4 separate regions of the Gossypium hirsutum genome follow, and all the other regions are linked to region 1. Evidence: chromatin contacts called from public Hi-C data. All regions are on one chromosome and are shown on one strand. Each heading gives the region's core, a stretch centred on a gene start, on an enhancer-like site or on the middle of the called end of the contact. The rest is flanking DNA. Distances are from core to core; before and after follow the strand shown.

Evidence for each region. A called contact is a pair of places that touch in the nucleus more often than the background predicts.
Region 2: a contact with region 1 is called in a Hi-C map of leaf, with 2.9 times the contacts expected there. The contact joins the enhancer-like site here to the promoter of LOC107911211 in region 1. A contact is called at or near these places in 4 of 34 Hi-C or Micro-C datasets (hypocotyl, leaf and petal).
Region 3: a contact with region 1 is called in a Hi-C map of leaf, with 3 times the contacts expected there. The contact joins the promoter of LOC107909883 here to the promoter of LOC107911211 in region 1. A contact is called at or near these places in 13 of 34 Hi-C or Micro-C datasets (anther, callus, hypocotyl and 2 more).
Region 4: a Hi-C map of leaf shows a contact between it and region 1, with 3 times the contacts expected there. The contact joins the promoter of LOC107909932 here to the promoter of LOC107911211 in region 1. A contact is called at or near these places in 4 of 34 Hi-C or Micro-C datasets (hypocotyl and leaf).

Annotation. Positions count from the first base shown.
Region 1 is chrD08:41,950,402-41,955,309 of Gossypium_hirsutum_v2.1, forward strand. It overlaps LOC107911211, which reads right to left and starts at 2,467. Exons shown (of 7, transcript XM_016839091.2): 1 at 1,929-2,467; 2 at 1,446-1,572; 3 at 1,284-1,366; 4 at 1,065-1,128; 5 at 828-945; 6 at 521-675. The coding sequence starts at 1,505. It overlaps LOC107911202 (fumarate hydratase 1, mitochondrial), which reads right to left. Exons shown (of 7, transcript XM_041098187.1): 5 at 4,820-4,849; 6 at 4,660-4,725; 7 at 4,036-4,432. The coding sequence ends at 4,346.
Region 2 is chrD08:42,575,692-42,580,360 of Gossypium_hirsutum_v2.1, forward strand. No RefSeq gene overlaps it. Among protein-coding and RNA genes, the nearest start is that of LOC107909859, 29 kb to the left of the region's middle. Within about 2 kb of position 2,425, at least 6 of the 9 cell types and tissues checked have an H3K27ac peak or open chromatin away from gene starts, as enhancers often do. A contact at or near this core is called in hypocotyl and leaf, where this site is marked.
Region 3 is chrD08:42,646,385-42,650,951 of Gossypium_hirsutum_v2.1, forward strand. LOC107909883 (endoglucanase 6) reads right to left here and starts at 3,169. Exons shown (of 9, transcript XM_041098169.1): 1 at 2,257-3,169; 2 at 1,912-2,124; 3 at 1,505-1,705; 4 at 572-661; 5 at 290-454; 6 at 1-205. The coding sequence starts at 1,657.
Region 4 is chrD08:42,775,912-42,780,146 of Gossypium_hirsutum_v2.1, forward strand. It overlaps LOC107909932 (probable polygalacturonase), which reads left to right and starts at 1,626. Exons shown (of 5, transcript XM_016837645.2): 1 at 1,626-2,216; 2 at 3,833-3,953. The coding sequence starts at 1,878.

The DNA of each region.
Region 1 (4,908 bases), core at 1,217-3,716:
ATTATCTGATTTTCTTCAACCTTACTATATATGCTTAGAGGTGTATATATAGATGATAGAATTCGAATCTCAACTTATTAGCTGTGTGTGCATAACGGTGATTATATGTACTAATCAAATAGACTAAGGGTGAGTTTGGATGGGCGGTGCGTTTACCTGCGGTTAGTGTAAAAACAACGGTGGCGGTGAGATTAGATACTGTAACGATACTATAGCTTGAGACAAAAAGTAAGCTAAACGCACCGCACTGCACCCAATCCCCATCCAAACTCACCGTAAGTCTTGAGTTGACCTTGCTATATAGAGAGAAAATTAAACATATTACACTCAGTAACATAGCTTAGCTTCATCTTAATAAATTACAAATAAGCAAATGCGGAATTGACCTCAACTTACACAGGCTCAGTACTCAGCAGCAAGCATACTTTACAAAAATAACATGAAGCAATAACGTTTATGAGTTTAGAACAGCACATTGTACTCTGTTCATATATATGCATATTAAAGACGCATTGTTTACCTGTATTTGAGAAACATGTGAACATTCATAGCGCAGTCCTTGGCGAGTTAAGATATAAAAGGAATATCGTGTTCCTTCATCTTCTCTCGTGAAACTTGGCAAGGAACCTACTTCCACAACATCGGACAGTAGGGTGGAATCCTGAGGGCTCAAATCTGCAGATTGTAAATTAAGAAGTTGATTATCAAGTCATGTTTATAATTAATATACCAACCTGTTTCATGTATCCTTCAATCTTACTAGTTTACTTATTGCTTTTTCAAAGTTTAGCTCCATTTGAAACTTAATTCATCAAAGGGTTAATTACCTGTGGAGAGTAAATAGAAGAATATACATTGGCCGTGAAGAACAATGAATCGAGGAAGCCAATCGTTGATTTTGGTATCATCGATAGGAGCAGGTTCTCCGGGTAAAGCTGTCCATCTCTGAGAATGAAAGATATGTAGGAAGATCATTAACCAGGAGAGTAACAGTACTGCAAGAACAAAGAGCTGGATGCAGGATAAACTTGATACAAATGATAGCAAAATTGGAAAATGCATACGGTTCGAATGTACAAATAGCCAGAAAGTCGAGCCGATCGCAAAATCCCATCGATATGTTCCAACCTGCAATGACACAGAAACATCATCACATGCAAAAGTATCCAAATCTGAATATTACGTAGGAATATTATTTGCTAGACCTCAAGAACTAAAGGTTCATATATAGTTGACCAAAATATACATAATAGTTCAAAGGACAAGATTCAGCTCTCCTTTACCGAGCTTTCATGTGAGCTTCTCTCTCTTCTATATCAGCGAGTTCCGATCTAAGTGATTCCAACTCTGCAGCCGTTAACTGAACCTGAAAATGGAGGTGACTAAGGGATGTATGATAATCAATGACAACCAAATGGGAAGTTCAAAGAGGCTGTTAAATGAACCTTTTGCTGACCATCAGCACCAGTCCAAGGCAGTCCCCGCAAACTGAACAGATTCAACATGAATGCACCACTTCTCAATCTTTGCCGAGACTATAAACTGCTACGGGACCTATCCTAAAGCGGAACCCTTCAATATTGAGATAACATGTATATCAAAAGAATAATCAATCACTCATGCTTCCTAGATTTAGAATTAAAATCTCATAAATCTACTTTGTCATAAAATTCGTATCTAACCCACTTACAGGGACAAGGTTTTCATGAACCGGGAACAATTAAACCATTGAATTTTCAATTTTTTTTACATCAAAGTGAATCAATTAACCCGTAATTAACAGCTCAAACTATTACAAAAAGAGAACAAATTATGCCCCATATTCGAAAGCTAAAACAACAAACTAAAAGCAAAGCAAGAAAACTAATAAAACCAAAATCCCATTAACCAAAGTAAATAAGTAAAAAAAAAGGTTCTGCAGAGCTTACAGAAGTTGATCTCTTTTTGTATACGCAGCAGGAGCAGAAAAAGAAAGAATAAGTTTGAATGATACAGATAATGATTTGGTTATAGAAAAAGAATTTCTAACAAAAGATGAAGAGATATTTTTCTCTTATCGCTGTTGTGTTAACGGGAAGTGTTTTGACTTTCCTCAAACTTGTACATAACCATGACCGGTGGGTAGAGTCGTTTCTGTATGATCGTATTGCTTAATGTTAAAAGACCATTATACACCCATCTTTTCTTGTTTTTTCCCTTCGGCTCATGGAGTGAAAGAAAAGGCTTGATAATCTGCGTTACCAACGCTGCCCCTGTTGATCCATTGATCAGTGCTGGATGCTTGATTGAGTCAAACAATTCCATGAGCCCAATCTCTGATCCATCATTTATCTCTTCGCATCCACTGCCTAATACAATTGTTACCATACCGATAATCTTGATTTATGCGTATGCTGTTTACTCTAGGTGATACATAGGTAAATAGAAATTCTAAGGGGAAAGTGAGTCCGAGTAGTTCCTTACTTTCGCCTTAGTGCCTTGGTGATCTAATCAAGAGATTACTCAAAATTGATTTCAGGTAACAACCTCCACGTGAAGATCTTGATAGTTGAGGACAAAGCTAATAATTGTAGTATATCACTTAGGGCCAGTTTTTCATTACTTTTCAAAACTGCTGTGGAAACGTACTTTTGAGAAGTACTTTTGAGAAATACTTTTGAAAATTTTGATTGTTTGGTATTGTTGTTAAAAAGTGCTTTTGAAGAATAAAATGTCCATTTTAGACATGATATTATAAAGTAACAAATATGTATTTAAATAATATTCAAATTAGTTAATATTATGATTTTTAGCAAAAATATAAAAAATATTTTATTATAACTTATGGTTAATATTTTAATATATAAAATTAATTTTAAATATTTCTAAGTAATTAATATTAATTAATTATTAAATTTAATTAGAATATATAAACTATATTTAAATATTTAAATATAATAATTAAATATTTGTAATTGGATATTGACACAATTGTATTATTATAAAAATTATTTTTTATTTTTAATTAATGCTTTCAACACATTTGTATTATTTTATTTTAAAATGTATTTAAATATATAACTCATATTAGATATTAACATAACATAGAAAACATAAACCTAACAAATTAAAATATTACATATATTTGGATTGAAGTTTTAAAAAGGAATAATATTTATATATCAAATATAAATACTAAAAATTTTACAATAGCATTTACAATTTAAAGTGAATTCATTAAACTAGAAGCTATAGCATCTCTTGTTAATTCCATTTCAAAACCACTTAAATTATTTGATTCACCGTCATCATCACTATTATCGTCGTCGTTGTCATCATCATCACTTTCCTATTAGCAAGGAAGGATTTAGTGGAATAGTAAGCATCTTGTTTTGGATTTGGTAATTAAATTTTAAATAACAATAATAATCTCACATTCAAAAAGTAATATTTTATTAATTTAGTTAGAGAATGCAAAAATTATAAACAAGCCTAGTTAAACTCGATGTAAAAAAGCTTAATCAAACTTGAACATGAGCTTAAAAATGATGCTCGATCGAGCTTGAGCAAAGTATCAAACATTGAATTTTAAATGAGCACGACTCGACTCAATTACACCCTAATTATTTATCAACTTGATTATTCGGGGTGTTGATTGGTCAAAGAAGGATTATAAACTCATTTTGATTACTGCTAGAAACACCTTAACCATGGTGGATAACGATCAGTAGGGATGGGAAAGCTACCGGTACTATTGGACTTGTCAAACAAAACATGGTGTTATGCTCACTAGAACTTGATTGGTAGATAAATGAGCAAAGCTAGTTATAATGACTACGGTGGCAATAGTAGAAAAATTCTTCCAAAAATCGAACTTACTAGCTTCATCACTGAATGTCATCATTTTGCATCTCTCCAAATGAAAGCTTTTTTTCTTTTTTCTCCTTTTTGGTGTTCAAGAGAAAATATACACATTTTGCAGTACTGTTACATGAATAACTTAAATGAAAGGCAACACCTTTAACATACATAAAAAAGGATTCAAGAGCATTAGTATGTACCAAAACTCGATGCCATCTCTTTTATTTTGCCTTCAACTTTACTTCAATCAGTCTCCTTACAAATGAGGGAGGTTTTCCCCTTATTAGTCAATCCGCGACTGTTATTTTTTTTCACTACATAAGCTGCATAAACAATTCCAAGCAAATGGGAAACCTCAATAATATTGTTTTCCATAATCAGAATATGAAGAAAATCGCGGTCGGATTCTATTTTGTAATTTGACTGAGAAAAATGGTCTTAAAATTAATTAAAATCTAAGCAATTGCTGCTCAAGTCTCCTCTAGCAAAAAAAAAAAAAAAAAATTCAGTCAGATGGGCCAATCATTTTCTCTGGGACCACAAGAGTGTCAAATTCTTCGCTTGTGAGCACACCAAGGCTCAATGCTGCTTCCTGCAGAAGATAAGCATAGAAACAAGTGTAGGTCATATTCAGTATTTCAGCCATCAAAGGAAAGGATTAGGACAAACATTGAAACAGTTCCATATGAGAACAACTTAAGTGAGGTCGAATTTCCATATTAAGATGTCAGTAAGCACAACAAAACAAAGTCATTGCTATCCATGATCGCATCAAAGATACTCAAGAAGTGAACCATAAAGAGAAGAAACAAATCTCACCTTCAAAGTGGACCCCTCCTTGTGTGCTTTCTTGGCAACTGCTGCAGCATTGTCGTAACCAATTTTCTGAAAGCAAAGAGATCATTAGAGACGTGTTCAAAATGCAAAAGACTCATTGAGGAACAACTGATCCTAGATAGAAGCAGGGAAGAGAACTTACAGGGTTCAAAGATGTGACAAGCATTAGAGATTGCAAGACCATTCAAAATGTCACAAGACAACATATGATCATTAGCTTGACAATCTATC
Region 2 (4,669 bases), core at 1,175-3,674, 630 kb after region 1:
GAAGAGAAAAGAGATTTTACCTGAGCCAGTTGAGAGAAACGGCAATGGCACTTTCGTGGCAATGTTCAAGGTCAATCTTGGGGTTTAAGATTTCATATTTGGGGATTATTTAGATGAGGATAAATGGCAGCAATATACTAAAGGAGATGGTGCACAATCTTGATGCAAAAAGAAGATAGCTATGGTAAAATATGAGGTGTAAACGACGACAACAATGGGATAAAAAAGGAAAATTGAAGAGAAAATAGGAGAGGAAGAAGGTGAATGGCTAGGATAGGGAAAAATTGAATTAAAGGTTGTAAAATAAAATAAAAAAAATTTATTTATACTTAGGGTTCAAGGGTATGGATGGCACACACATTAAAAAAACTAGGAATTTTACAAATTTTAATTATTTCACAAGGGAAAGGATTTGAACTTGGGACCTCATTTAATTTCAATGCTTTCTCATATTTCTTTTAACCATTAGGCTTTTTCCTCATTCTTGAAATAATTTTGCAATATTTATTTTAAAAACAAGGCATTTCATATACTAGGGTTTAAGGCAAAATTTGCAAAATAATAAAAATGATACGAGAGAAGGGATTTGAACTTAGGTTTTAAGAAACATTTCATTAACACTTAAACAACAAACCAATACCTAATTTATTTCTTAAAAATGCATACATAATCTCAAAAATTAAGGCATGACCACTCTCTCTTGATTCACAAACCCGATTCAACTAACCCCCGATTTTTGGGATGTTACATAACCCTTATACTAAGTCTTAATTATTCATCTTACTGTTCATGCACTCTTACAAACCTACTCTTTCATAGCACAACATGCAGAGTCATAAAACTTACCTTGACATGGAGAAACCACTGATAAAATCCTGGATCTCAACTTCAGCTTAAAGAAGTGCCTTCGATTCCTCAAGCCTCAGATAACCTTGTCTTAGAAGAAAGAAGAAAAGAACTCCCCCTTTCCTAAACTTGAATATCTATTATTATAATCTAAGTTCTTATTGAAACTTGACAAATGTCACATCATTACTAAATTGTTTTATCAAAAGTCTTCAACTTCCTAGAAACCTAATTGAATATTATCTTATCTTTTAACTATTCTGGTTCACATTCAGTTGGTTCCTAACCAACTTACCTTGCAACTCAACTTGCACAGTACCACAGTTAACGGACACACTATCCCTGACAGAAACTCATATTCTCGGTACCAATTTTACTCGGTCACTGATCTATTCCAACTAACATAGCCACCTGGAAAGGAACCTTTATTAACTTAACCACATAATTGTACACGCTCGCTCTATACACCGAAAGATGCACTTGGGCGAAGCCTACTCTGCCAATCATAGTACCTTAGGACTTTGCGACAAACCTTGTACCCGTCAGACATGGGGTGTTACAGAATAGGTTTAGAATTTGTAGATCTTGTGAGTAAATACTTTTGAAAAAAAATTAAAATAGTACTCTTTTGGAGTTTGTAAAACATATAAAGGGGAAAGGGAGGAGTAAATAGGTTGTCTCAAGTCAAATTAATTTCACAATGATAGAAAAAAAGTATGTCGAGATCATGCTATCTCAAGTTAAATTCACAATAGTTAAAAAAAAGAATTTTGAAAATGTATCAAGAGAGCCTGAACACATATGGATGTTGAAGAAATTTCAAAATCATATCATTATCACCTAATGATTGGATTTCAAATTCTTTTAGTTTTTTTGTAAAAATAAGGGATCTTGAAGCCCATGAATATCAAGATACATAAAGAAACAATATTTTGAGAAATTAATTTTTTTACAAGATTCAAATAAAGAACTCTTAAATTAAGAAAAGAGCTTCAAAAGAAAGTTAACTTTTCTTTTACTACTGGCTAATTTAGCTTCATGTTAAAAAGATGACCCTAAAGAACTAATTGAAGAAGTGGAAATGCAACAACATTGCCTTTTAACCTCCAAAAATGGTTCAAAAACCATTTTGATTATATTTATTTTTGGGGGCTTTGGTTTTGGATACATAGAGTAAGTCTCAATCTTGAAGTCTACAAGGAATGTATATGTACCTGCACAAAAATGGATCCTCACTTTGTCATTCTCATTTCAAATATACTAATACATTTTTCTTAAATGATGAATGAAGAATAATGAATTTCTTGTGAATCACACCTAAAGCCAGATCCTCTACTTCCCACAAACACCACAGAAAAGAAGGGAAAAGGATACATAAAAAGTAGCGGAAGCAATGCAATCAATCATGCATGCCAATTGCTGATTGTTGTTCTCAGTGTGGCCTGCATAGGGGACCACCCATTTTCACAGCAGTTTAAGTGCCAAACTCCAAATTTCCAATTTGACTCATGAGACACACAGTTTTAATGTTCCAATTGAGTGCACTTGACTTATCTCCCCATTGCCCTTTAGCCTAATTTAATGTTCCAAAAGGCACTCCTTCATTCACAAATCCAACCGGCCTTCTATATAAACCCCACCCTACATCTGCTTTATCAGCCCAAAAAAGTGTAATAAAGGGGGGGGGGAAGAAAAACCCATAAAAACAAAGCCTGTCTTTTTAGTTTTTTCCCCTCAAAGATGCTAAACTTTCTTGCTTTATGTTTCCAAAAAGTTGTCAGGTGAAATCCTTGATTTTATAGAATCCAAGAGTTCATCAAAGTTCATATACAGAGATGAGTTGAGCAAGAAGAAAATACCAAGCAATCAAAAGAAGTATTATGGTGATTACTTATCAAGCTCAACACCATTGCTAAAAGTTAAGGATCGTGAGAGGGATCCAAAGATCAGTAGCAGCGCCAGAGGCTTCGATGGGAAAGCAGGAACTACTGTTACAAGAGTAAAACTGAAGATGACAAAGGAAGAAGCTGCTCGACTGCTGTCGAAATGCAAAGATGGAGGGATTCTCGACTTCAAAGATGTAGCTCGTGAGCTTGTGCACCTCCCACCGGATCGTGTTATTGTTGTCTCCCCTTTCACGGCTACCAATTCAGTGCTCGATGGAATCCCAGAAGAGTGTTAGATTATGAGAGCATACCAGTTTTCTGGGCTGTTTGTGACCTTTTATTTGTTTTAGTTTTGATCTAATACGAGAATCATGTAAAATACAAGTAAAATTTCGTCCAAATGAATGGTTTGAAATTCATATTCTGACATATTAAACCCTGCTATTGATTCTTATCTCAACTTCTAAATTAAGGTTCAAAAACAGCAGTTCAGAAAGTTGGAAGTATCTGATAATCTTATGCTTTGCCTCTCTCTTACAAAGTAGTGACCAAATTCAGTGATTGATCTAATAGAATCCTCAAAACTTGATTATTTCCTTTAGAGTGTTAAAATTCAGTGAATGAATAAGTACTCAAATCCTTTAGAACAGACATGGGGATCTCTGGTCTGAATGTTTTTGGATCAATCAAAATAGGTTAATTCTACATATATGAATACCATAACAAATTACGAACACAATACATTTAACTGAAATGCCCTTCAAATGTAGCCCACTGATGGCTTGACTTGTTGACTTTATCCAATTGGTCATTTTCTGTGATGGACAAATGGGATGGTTGTTGCTTTTTTCTTTCTTTTCTTTTCCTTTATTCCTTTTCTGTTTTTAAAGGTTTTCTATATATTCAATTTAATATTTATGAACTCCATGTGATGACCAAATGGTCAAGGATGTTTATCGCCCTAAGTTCAAGTCACGCTAGTCGCATTTGTTATTCGAGACGTACCCTATTAATTTATCAAAAATAATGTAGGATTTATTTTTTTGTAAAAAAAATATAATCCTAGGCCAACTCACTTAATAAAAAAATATATATCAATTTACATTTATACATTTTTTAATTAGTTTTTCTTGCAGTTAATCGAACCATTACATTTTCTATTAATAATTATTAGTTTTGAAAAAAAATTATTGATCTAAATAAATTTTTTATCATTTCTACTTTTCATTACTTTTCCATTATTTTATTTTATTAATAAATATAATATTTTAAAGCATACAATTCATACATTCTTGATAGGATTCTCAATTGTCACCGATATACACATTCCGTGCAGACGATCCCTATGATTAAAACTCAAGTTGGGGGTTCAGAAATAAACACCAATACCAATAGGCGAAGTGATAAGGTTGTTGATAAATATATTCTTTGTCGCTAAAATAAAATTTTGGAGAAAATATTTAAGAGTTATATTAAAATATGTTATTCAAATTATGAGAAAAAGAAAATTGAATCACGATTTTTCTTTTTCTTTTTTTCTTTGTCCTTCACATGATAACTCTCTATATTAGCCGTTACTACATAATTCCATGCAAGGAAAAGCTGACATCAGTTTTAGAAATGTCAGCACAAAACTCCCATTTCCGGAAGATAGGGAGAAAAGGTTAAAATATCTTTATTAGATTTTATAACTTGGAATAGGACTACAACATAAATATCAAAATTAATATTGCATGAATTTTTAATGTATTATTTATAACATTTTAGATATGAAAAATTGAATATGACATAAATATAAAAACTAATAAATTCAATTTAATTTAATTTTAGTGATTCTTGAGCAACTTTGGCTTAGTGATAAGAAACATTGTTTATTGATTATATTTTAATTTTGATTAAATTAATGTATAATTGAATTTTTTTGGAAAAAAATATAA
Region 3 (4,567 bases), core at 1,919-4,418, 700 kb after region 1:
GATAGTCAGAGTACACGGTGGCCAAGAACGAAGCACTAGTCACGAACTGCATATTATTCCACCTCTGTCGGAAAATCAAACCCCCGGGAGTCTTCTGAATATTACGGCCACCCTTCCCGATCAATGAGCACATGAAGTACTCTGCCTTTTGGTGGTACCTCTCAAACACCGGTGCATGGAGTCCAGCTTTGCCTTGCATTAAGAACTACAGGGAAACGAAAACTACTAGGTTAAATTTTGAAGCTTGAAGAAACCAATAAGTACTAGATTCAGATATTGAAAATAATACCTTGGCGACAAGGGTCTGAACCCCAGCGTACTTGACGTCCCAACCGAACTCAGTCATGGCCCAACCTGTTCCACCCATAGAATCACCATTTTTGCCAAGATAGTTCAAGTAGTACTCATTGTTACTAGCTTGGTACAGCCACGCAGCGGCCCACAACAACTCGTCCTACACGATAACATTCCAACTTAATTAATAAACCGTACCAGTAAACATGCTATTTTCTGCCATTAAAACTATAAATTGCTCAAATTGATTGCTTTGATAAAATTTAGAAAAACTTACATTGTAGCCACTGATGGATCGGTAGTATTTTTGGGCAACTGTGATGCTGCTGTCGTATTTACCTCTGTATTTATCAGCAAATTCGAATAGCTGAAAACAAAAACAAAACTTAAAATTAATTATATTGTAAAATTTATTGAAATTTTTGTTGAAGAGAATGGATAGGGTAGGTGAAGCAATTTGAGGAAAGAGGCAAGGGTAATTTGGGGATGTAAGTTAAACTGGAGGAGCACCGACAGGGTTGGCACGTGAGAAACGAAATGACTGGGTATAAATGGACGGTTAAGATCTGCTTGTACGAGAGATCTGTACGGTCATAAAAGATTAATTACCCGTGATGGATGGGGCAAAAGCAAAGCTAAGCGTTCTCATCACAAGGAGTCATAAAATTAGAACATCAATCCACTGGAGTCAATCCGTTCCATTAGAAAAAAATATTATTTTATTTTTATATAAACTTTTAAAAGCTTAATATAGAAAATAATAAATATTTATTTGATTTTAAAAAAATAAAAAATAAAAAATTTAATTAAAGCCAAATTTATAGAGATGATAATGATATAGAATCTAACTATACCCACCCCTTCCACCCATGATCAATTTAGAACCATTAACAAGAATCTAGCGAACGACACCGTTTCACCCAAAATATAGCTACTACAAGGGTTAAAAGGTTTTTATTTTTCCTGGCTCAAAAACAGTGGTAGTATTTTGGTGGAAGAAAGAAGTAGACAGAGGTGGTTGTTTTTATTAAATGAAAACTAGGGTTGGGCCCCCCAAGTTGCGAAATTGAGGCCGACAAAAGAGTGCGCAATAACAACCATTTTTTCCATCATCTTCTGATAAAAAAAGGTATAGAGTGTAAGCTAACAGGCATCGGCGGATCCAATGGTCCCAGCAACGCGAGAAGACACAGACTGCGTAAATGTATACCTGGTGGGCATGGCGAAGAAGCTCGGTGGAATATGCAGGGTTGGAACGGCGGAAGACGATTGAGGCGGCAGCCATGGCGGCGGCAGTTTCACCTGCCAGATCCGACCCAGGGTTGCTTGGGTCTATCTTGTAAGCATGACGGTTTGTGGTCATATCCTCTGGTCTTTGCCAACAGTAGTGGTCACTGTTACCATCGCCCACCTAAAATGGATCTCACCAAAATTAATTATTTTTTAATTGAGTCCTTTTGAGTTTTAGCAGTATTAAATTCAAACTAATATTTTATTAGTAGCCAAGTGTTGCTATCAAGTATGAGATTTGAAAAAGGGATTTGGACATATTAGTGACAAAATAATGGAGTGTTAAGAATGGGAAGAAACACGAGGGAAGAAGGTCGGGAAGAGTACCTCTCCATAAAGGACATAAGGTTCGGGATGAGCTTTAATGAGGTAGTCAGTGCCTCACTTGACTGCTTCCATCGCATGGCCGAGCTCTCCATTGGCACCCATTTGTTTCCCGTACTCTATAATACTCCAGGACATCATTGTTATGGTGAATGCCATGGGCAGTCCGAACTTCACATTGTCCCCTGCATCGTAGTACCCTCCAACCAGATCCACCTTGAGAATTTGGGAAAACAACTTCAACCATAAATACCATAATTTTCGATTCTAAATGAAGCAAGTCAAAGAACAAAAGTGACGTTTTGACCGAGAAAACAAGTTCAAGTTGAGAGTGGAACTTTAACTTACCCCACTGGCCTTGCCGTCATTCAAGCCGGAATTGGCTCTCCACGTAACTCTCTGGTTATGAGGAAGGTAACCAGATCTCTGAGCTTCAAAGAACAGAATGCTCTTGCTCAGAGCTTGGTTATAGTCATGTCCAGCAAAAGCAGAAGGAAGAAAAAGCAGCAGAAGTAAAGGAGTCATTTCAATCAGCCTCATCAACTTCTCCATGTACATTCAAACTTATCAAAAGACACAATTCAAGTTTCAAGTTGAAACAAAAACAGATCTCTTTCTGCAGAGTGGGGTTTCCTTCAAGTTTCTAAAACTAAAAAGAGAAACCCATTTGGTATCGAACACAAAAAATGCAGTGGGATTGGGAATTGGAGAGAAAGGTAAAAAAAAATGGAATGAGTTAAAAGAGGTGATAGAAATGAAAGTGAGGAGAGAAAGAGCAGTGGGATTGGGAATTGGAAGAGGAGCTGAAGCCTCTATATATTGTGGAGTGGAGGGAAGGAAGAGCAAGAGAGGTTAAAAATTGGTATTGAAAGTAGTTTTTAATAATAATTGGAGGAGAGGGAAAGGGAAAGAACAAAGTCATGTGGGTGTCCCTGGCGCTTTTAGTCTTTCACTGGGTAGAGTCGGTGCGGATTTAATGGTTCTTTTTGGCAGGGAAACTGCTGCTAAACATGATTAAAATTAATTTCTGATTTTTACTCTTCTGTAGAATTTCTTTTTATGCCTTCTCCACTCCACTAAACTTACATTGTTTGTAACTTGGGAATAATGCCCCTGAAATTAAGGCATGAAGTTTATTACGACTCCATTAAATCTCTGTTGGGCACCGCATGTGGGAGGGTACCCTGTCCTGGGTCACAAATGGTGGACATAATTGGATTTTGCAAAACTTGGCTGCTTGGTTTATGTTTTGAAATTTGTTCACCCATAATTAATGCAAATTATTTTTATTTTTATTTTTAAATTAATCATCTGGCTTCTGCAGCCTGCGACCTGTCCGTTTGCGTCTCCTGTCGTATTAGGTATGGGAAAATTGCAAACCCTGGATCATCTTTTACAGGTGCTGCCACACTGCTTGATTAGGCCAATTATAGCACATATCTAACCCTAATTATTTTAGACATTTTATTTTCTTTTTCTTTTTGAATTGTATTAAATATGATTATTTTAAATATTAACTTAAATCTCTTAAAATATATTCATTTTCTCAATTTTGTACTTAATTTTATTTATCTATTTTGTAATGTTGGTTAAAAATATTTGTTAGGCCACTTTGATCAATGAAAAAAAATGTCACAGTGGTCGATGTTGATCGACCATTGACGAGTATTGATTGATCATTGGTAGATATTGACCAATTGTTGACGGTAATTGATCAGACATTGATTTGCCATGTTATGCTATTAGAATATACCACATGTCTCTTTTATTTTTTTAATATTATATATATTATATTGATTAAAAATATAAAAGAAATCATATATAATATATATAATTTTAAAAAAATTATAATTATTATCATAAACAATAAATTTTAAGATATAATTTATTGACCACACATAAATCTACATATGTTTGGAGAATGAATTGATGTGAAAAGCATAAAGAAAAAGATGCATTATTAATGGATAAATGTAAATGTTATATATTATTGATGAAGGGGGTTGAATGTAACCCTAAATTCTCAACTAAAAGCCATTATTTTGTCCAGCTAAAGAAAAGGGGGTTGAGGTTTTTATGACGATTGGATGTAGAATTAAAATCTAAATATTAGAGGGAATTTGAATTTTTTTTTTGACAAGCTTAGAAGACATGGAATTTGAATAATTGCTTTAATTATTGAGGGAACTTCTCAGCATCAACCGGAATTGTTGATAATGGTAACTATGATTCGCCAAACCCGACAACCCCATTTTATTTTCTCTTCTGAAATTAGGAGTCCACCGACGGCATCCGGTAGGCAATATGACAATCCTTTGTAAAATCAACTGTGCAAGATGTCCATTTTCATTTGGTTATTTTATTTAAAAGGTCAAAAAGAGAGCGCTTAATTCCCAACAGCAATCAACGGTCTCCGCCGGAAATTAACCTTTTTCTTTTTTTTGGGTTGCCGAAAATATTTTTGTCATCTTGCTTTTCCTTTTGCCCTTTCATAAAAGTAAAAAAGAGTTTTTTATTTTAATATCATAAGAAGGTTTTAAAAAACCAAGAGATGTGGACAGTGGAGACGTACGGTATGTAAGTCAAAGAGGCAAGCCTCCGCAATTACCGGCTAACAACGGTTCTATCACGACTTCTGATGGTTCTACCTAGGCAACGC
Region 4 (4,235 bases), core at 376-2,875, 820 kb after region 1:
CATATCATAGATTAGAGGCTCACATTGTCAACACTAGGAATAGAAAATTCCATTAGGTTAATTTAGGTTAGTTAATTTAATTAGTTTAATTAAAATATTAATTTGGATTCACACTATCGATTCGTGACTCAATTAGATTAGTAATTATTTTATGTAATTGATTTAATAATAGTTTCTCTAATTTGCAATTCTTTGGGTACGATCCTCGAAACACTTACCAGTGCTTCGTTGTAAGCTAAACTATATTACAATTTGACCCGTACGCTTGCGGACACCGCCAATTTAATTTTATATTTTTTGACAAGTTTCTCCAACCATGTGCATTTCAATTGGTACCTATGTAAATCCTTCAACCTCTCCTTTGATGGCACGATACCTAATAATTGCCCGCACATTGACTCCAAATTGATGCCATTAGGTCCAATTACTGCCTCTCCATTAATTTGAATGTCAATTATAAAAGTGATGTCTTTGAGAGTAATTGTTTCTTCCTTACATGGAAAATGGAATGTAATTATTTTCGGCCTCCATATTTTCACCAAGATGGAAACCAACATGGAGCTTTTCCATTTTATATGCCATGGACAAATTGACATCTTGCAAACATTCTTAGGAATGAAGATTGGGATCCGAGAAGTGTAAATTATGTCAGACCTAAAGATAATACTAATTGTTAAAAACAAAAAGAATTAAAATTTGGAAAATCTTAAAAATAATTCTTCGATAATTAAAAAAATAATTAGAGATTTCACCTTGTTGAGGGCACAATTAATAATATGGTAGACCATTTTCTCTCGAAAAATATGTAAATAAAAGCATTTTTTTTTGTTTTTTTGTAGAGTTGGAAAGCTTGAGTAAGATTTTGATGAGAAAAAAAGAAGGATGATTGAATTTTTATAGAGTGGAAGGCGATCACCATAAGAACTGACTTCCACTGCATTCAATGTAGTTGGTTGGTCCTACGACAAAATAAAATGCTAGTCTAACCTTTTATCTCTAAACTTGACACTTGTAGATTTCAACTCTTCTCGACATGCTGACATAAAATGTATGAATTAATGTGTTGATTTGGCAACACATTAAACTATACTCGATATCAAAATTGCCTAAAAAGCGTATTTTGAGAAATGAGTTTATCAATAAATAATAAGTTTTATTAGGATTAAATCACTATTTGGGGTCTAAACTTAGCAATTTTTCTCACATTGGAGTCTTAACTTTTTTTTGGTCAAAGTTAAGCCCTGAATTTGACAATTGTTTCCTCATTAGGGTCTGAACTTGGCAATTATCCCCAAATTAAGATTTAAACTTTAAGGTTTTTAAGGACTAAGTTGAATAAAAAAGAGTTGAAGTCTCAATGTGAGAACATTTGTCAAGTTCAAAACCTAACATGAAGAAAAAAGGGTAAAACCTTAATGTAAGAATAATTAACAAATTTTAACCTAAATAACAAAAAAGGAATTCAGACCAAGTTCAAATCAAAAGGTGATTTTAACTTTATTATTATTATTATTAAGTCAAAAAGTGCATATATAATAATAATAATAATAATAATTATTATTATTATTATTATTATTAAATATTTTAAACATAAAAAATAGAGAAATCTTAAAATTAAGAGTTGAGCCAAAACCAAAGGCATCAACACCTCAACCATTACTTCTCTCCGGCCTTTCTTTGCGATAAGTTGATAAAGTCCCAATCCTTACTTCAAAGTTCAAGCTTTCCTTTTCTTAATTAAAAAAATAAGCAGAAAGAAACCCTTTGGAGCTCTCTCCTTGTTTCCATCTCCGTATCTACGCCCAGTGTTCCATCAACTCATTTTCTGTCCTTCTCCAAATAAACTTCCCTTTCTTTTTCTTTCTATTTGAACCCGAATGTTTCGTGCATTGGCTTCTGTTTTGCTTTGTTGCTTCTTCCTTGAAGCCTCTTTTTGGGTTCACTTTTCTTATGGGGACTTGACAACCTGCTCGGGGATTGTTCCTATGACGGAAAGAGGCGATAAGATATCGATAACGGACTTTGGTGGTGTCGGCGACGGACAGACGCTCAATACCATAGCCTTCCGGAAAGCTATATATCGGATTCAGCATCTGAGAAGGAGAGGCGGCACGCTACTTTTTGTGCCTTCTGGAGTCTACTTAACCGACAGTTTCAATCTTACTAGTCATATGACACTTTATTTGGCTCGAGGTGCTGTTATCAAAGCCACTCAGGTAACTCAAGTCTCTTAACTACTGATTATTACTTGCTAGTATTATCAGAGTCTTCACTCAAGTTTGGATCTTACAGAATCTTTATTCCAACCCTTCCCTTCCTAATATTGCTAAAAAAATTGCTGTATTTTACTCAAACGTAAGGTTTAATTGTGAGGAAAATGGGAGTGAGTTGAATCTTAGAAATGAATTGATCATTGTTAGATTAAAGTACTTTGCTTCTAAAATGGTAATGAAAGCTGTAATCTGGGTTTTAATTATGAACTAGTATAATTTATAATAATAATTGCAAAGACTGATTCTTCTATATGACTGTTATTCTTGCTTTTCTTTCCTTTTCTTTATTCTTTGTTCACTTTTTTAAAGATTTGGGTTTTGGTTGCATTGTTGTCTTAAATATAATAAGTGTAGTTTGTACGATATAGTTGAAATGACAATTTTATTGCGACACTGTTTGTGGCGAAGATGGTCTCCATGGAAGTGGGTCCGCGCAGCATTGTTAAGATATGAGAGAAATATTGTCGGTTGCCATAGTATAGTTGCATGTGCATGATATTTTGGGTTTTCTTTTTTCTTTAGTTCTCATTCAATAGCTGGCAGGCTTTGTTGTCCAACTTGGTGCCATATCTAGTCTAGATTAATAATATAATGCAGTCCTGTTACAGTGTTGGTGTTATTAATTAAATAATAAAATCATACTCTTCCTAATGGACAGTAGTAATAGACAATCTGAATGGATGATGTCGCAATAGCTTTCAATTAAGATATTTTTAGATGTTAGAAAAATAAGTGGTTATGGTCATACTTGAAAGGAGTAGTCAGATTTACGTGTGAGTATCCAATTATGACGTGTATATTCAAAATTTTAAGTCATTTCAAGTTTTTGGGGGTGTTTGGAGAATCATATCCCACACATTGGTTTTTGACTATTATTTTCTTCTAATCACCAGAGAACCATGTTTTCTATTTAGTTGTCTGAAATCCCTTTCTGCTTGAAGTCTACTGAATGCAGTCATCATGTACTCTACTTGGGTTATAACATGCTGAAAACTAGTCGTAATGGTGGCCTAGTTTATGGGAGAAAATATGGCTATTTGTGGCTGGTTCTGCTTGTCATTTGGTAAACTACCATTTGATTTTCACAAAAGAACTAAATAAAAAATTGATGTCTTATTTGTTTGACATTACGAAGGCAGCCTCATAGGAGCAGTAGATGGAACTGCCATTAAACTACTTATTAGGAGATTAATAGATCATTTCATAATGACATATACATCACGCATCCCGGATCAAGTAAAAACTATGGGTTTTTAGCAGGCCACTGCTACATCCATTTCATTAGGAATTGATGATCGCCTTTGTCCTTTGAAATAACATACTTTTTTTTTTCCTTATTTTTTCCCTTAGCCACAAAGATGTTCTTATATCGAAGAGATCAATTTATTCTCCACCTGTCTCCTTTTTTCTTTCATCATGCCTATTTGAAGCCCTGTTGAAGCCTTTCTCCTAATTTGAAAGTTTTCAGAAACTTCATCGCACTGCTATTCTCTTAATATGGTAAGATTTTATTGGAGATGCTTCTTGCATATAATTTTCTTCCTGGATTAATATCTCAGGACACCTCAAATTGGCCTTTAATTGCTCCTTTGCCATCTTATGGAAGGGGAAGGGAGCGCCCTGGAGGAAGATATATGAGCTTTATTCATGGAGATGGACTGGAAGATGTGGTGATAACTGGTAGGTATTGATGTCTATGTGGTCGATCATTCTGATAGCTTGCCTCACACATGTTTTAGATATATTTGTTTTGTGTTCTGTTAACCATCATGAATCATTTAAATATGATGAATCTTATGTTTGAGATACTTATCTATATACTACAAAAGCCTATTATACACTGAGAACAACATGATTTACTGTCATGGATCTTCATGTTATTTTATCATACTAAGGTTAATAGCAAGTAATTCAGACTTCTGTAATTTTGCTGGAGAATAAAAGCTCCTCACATCTATCATG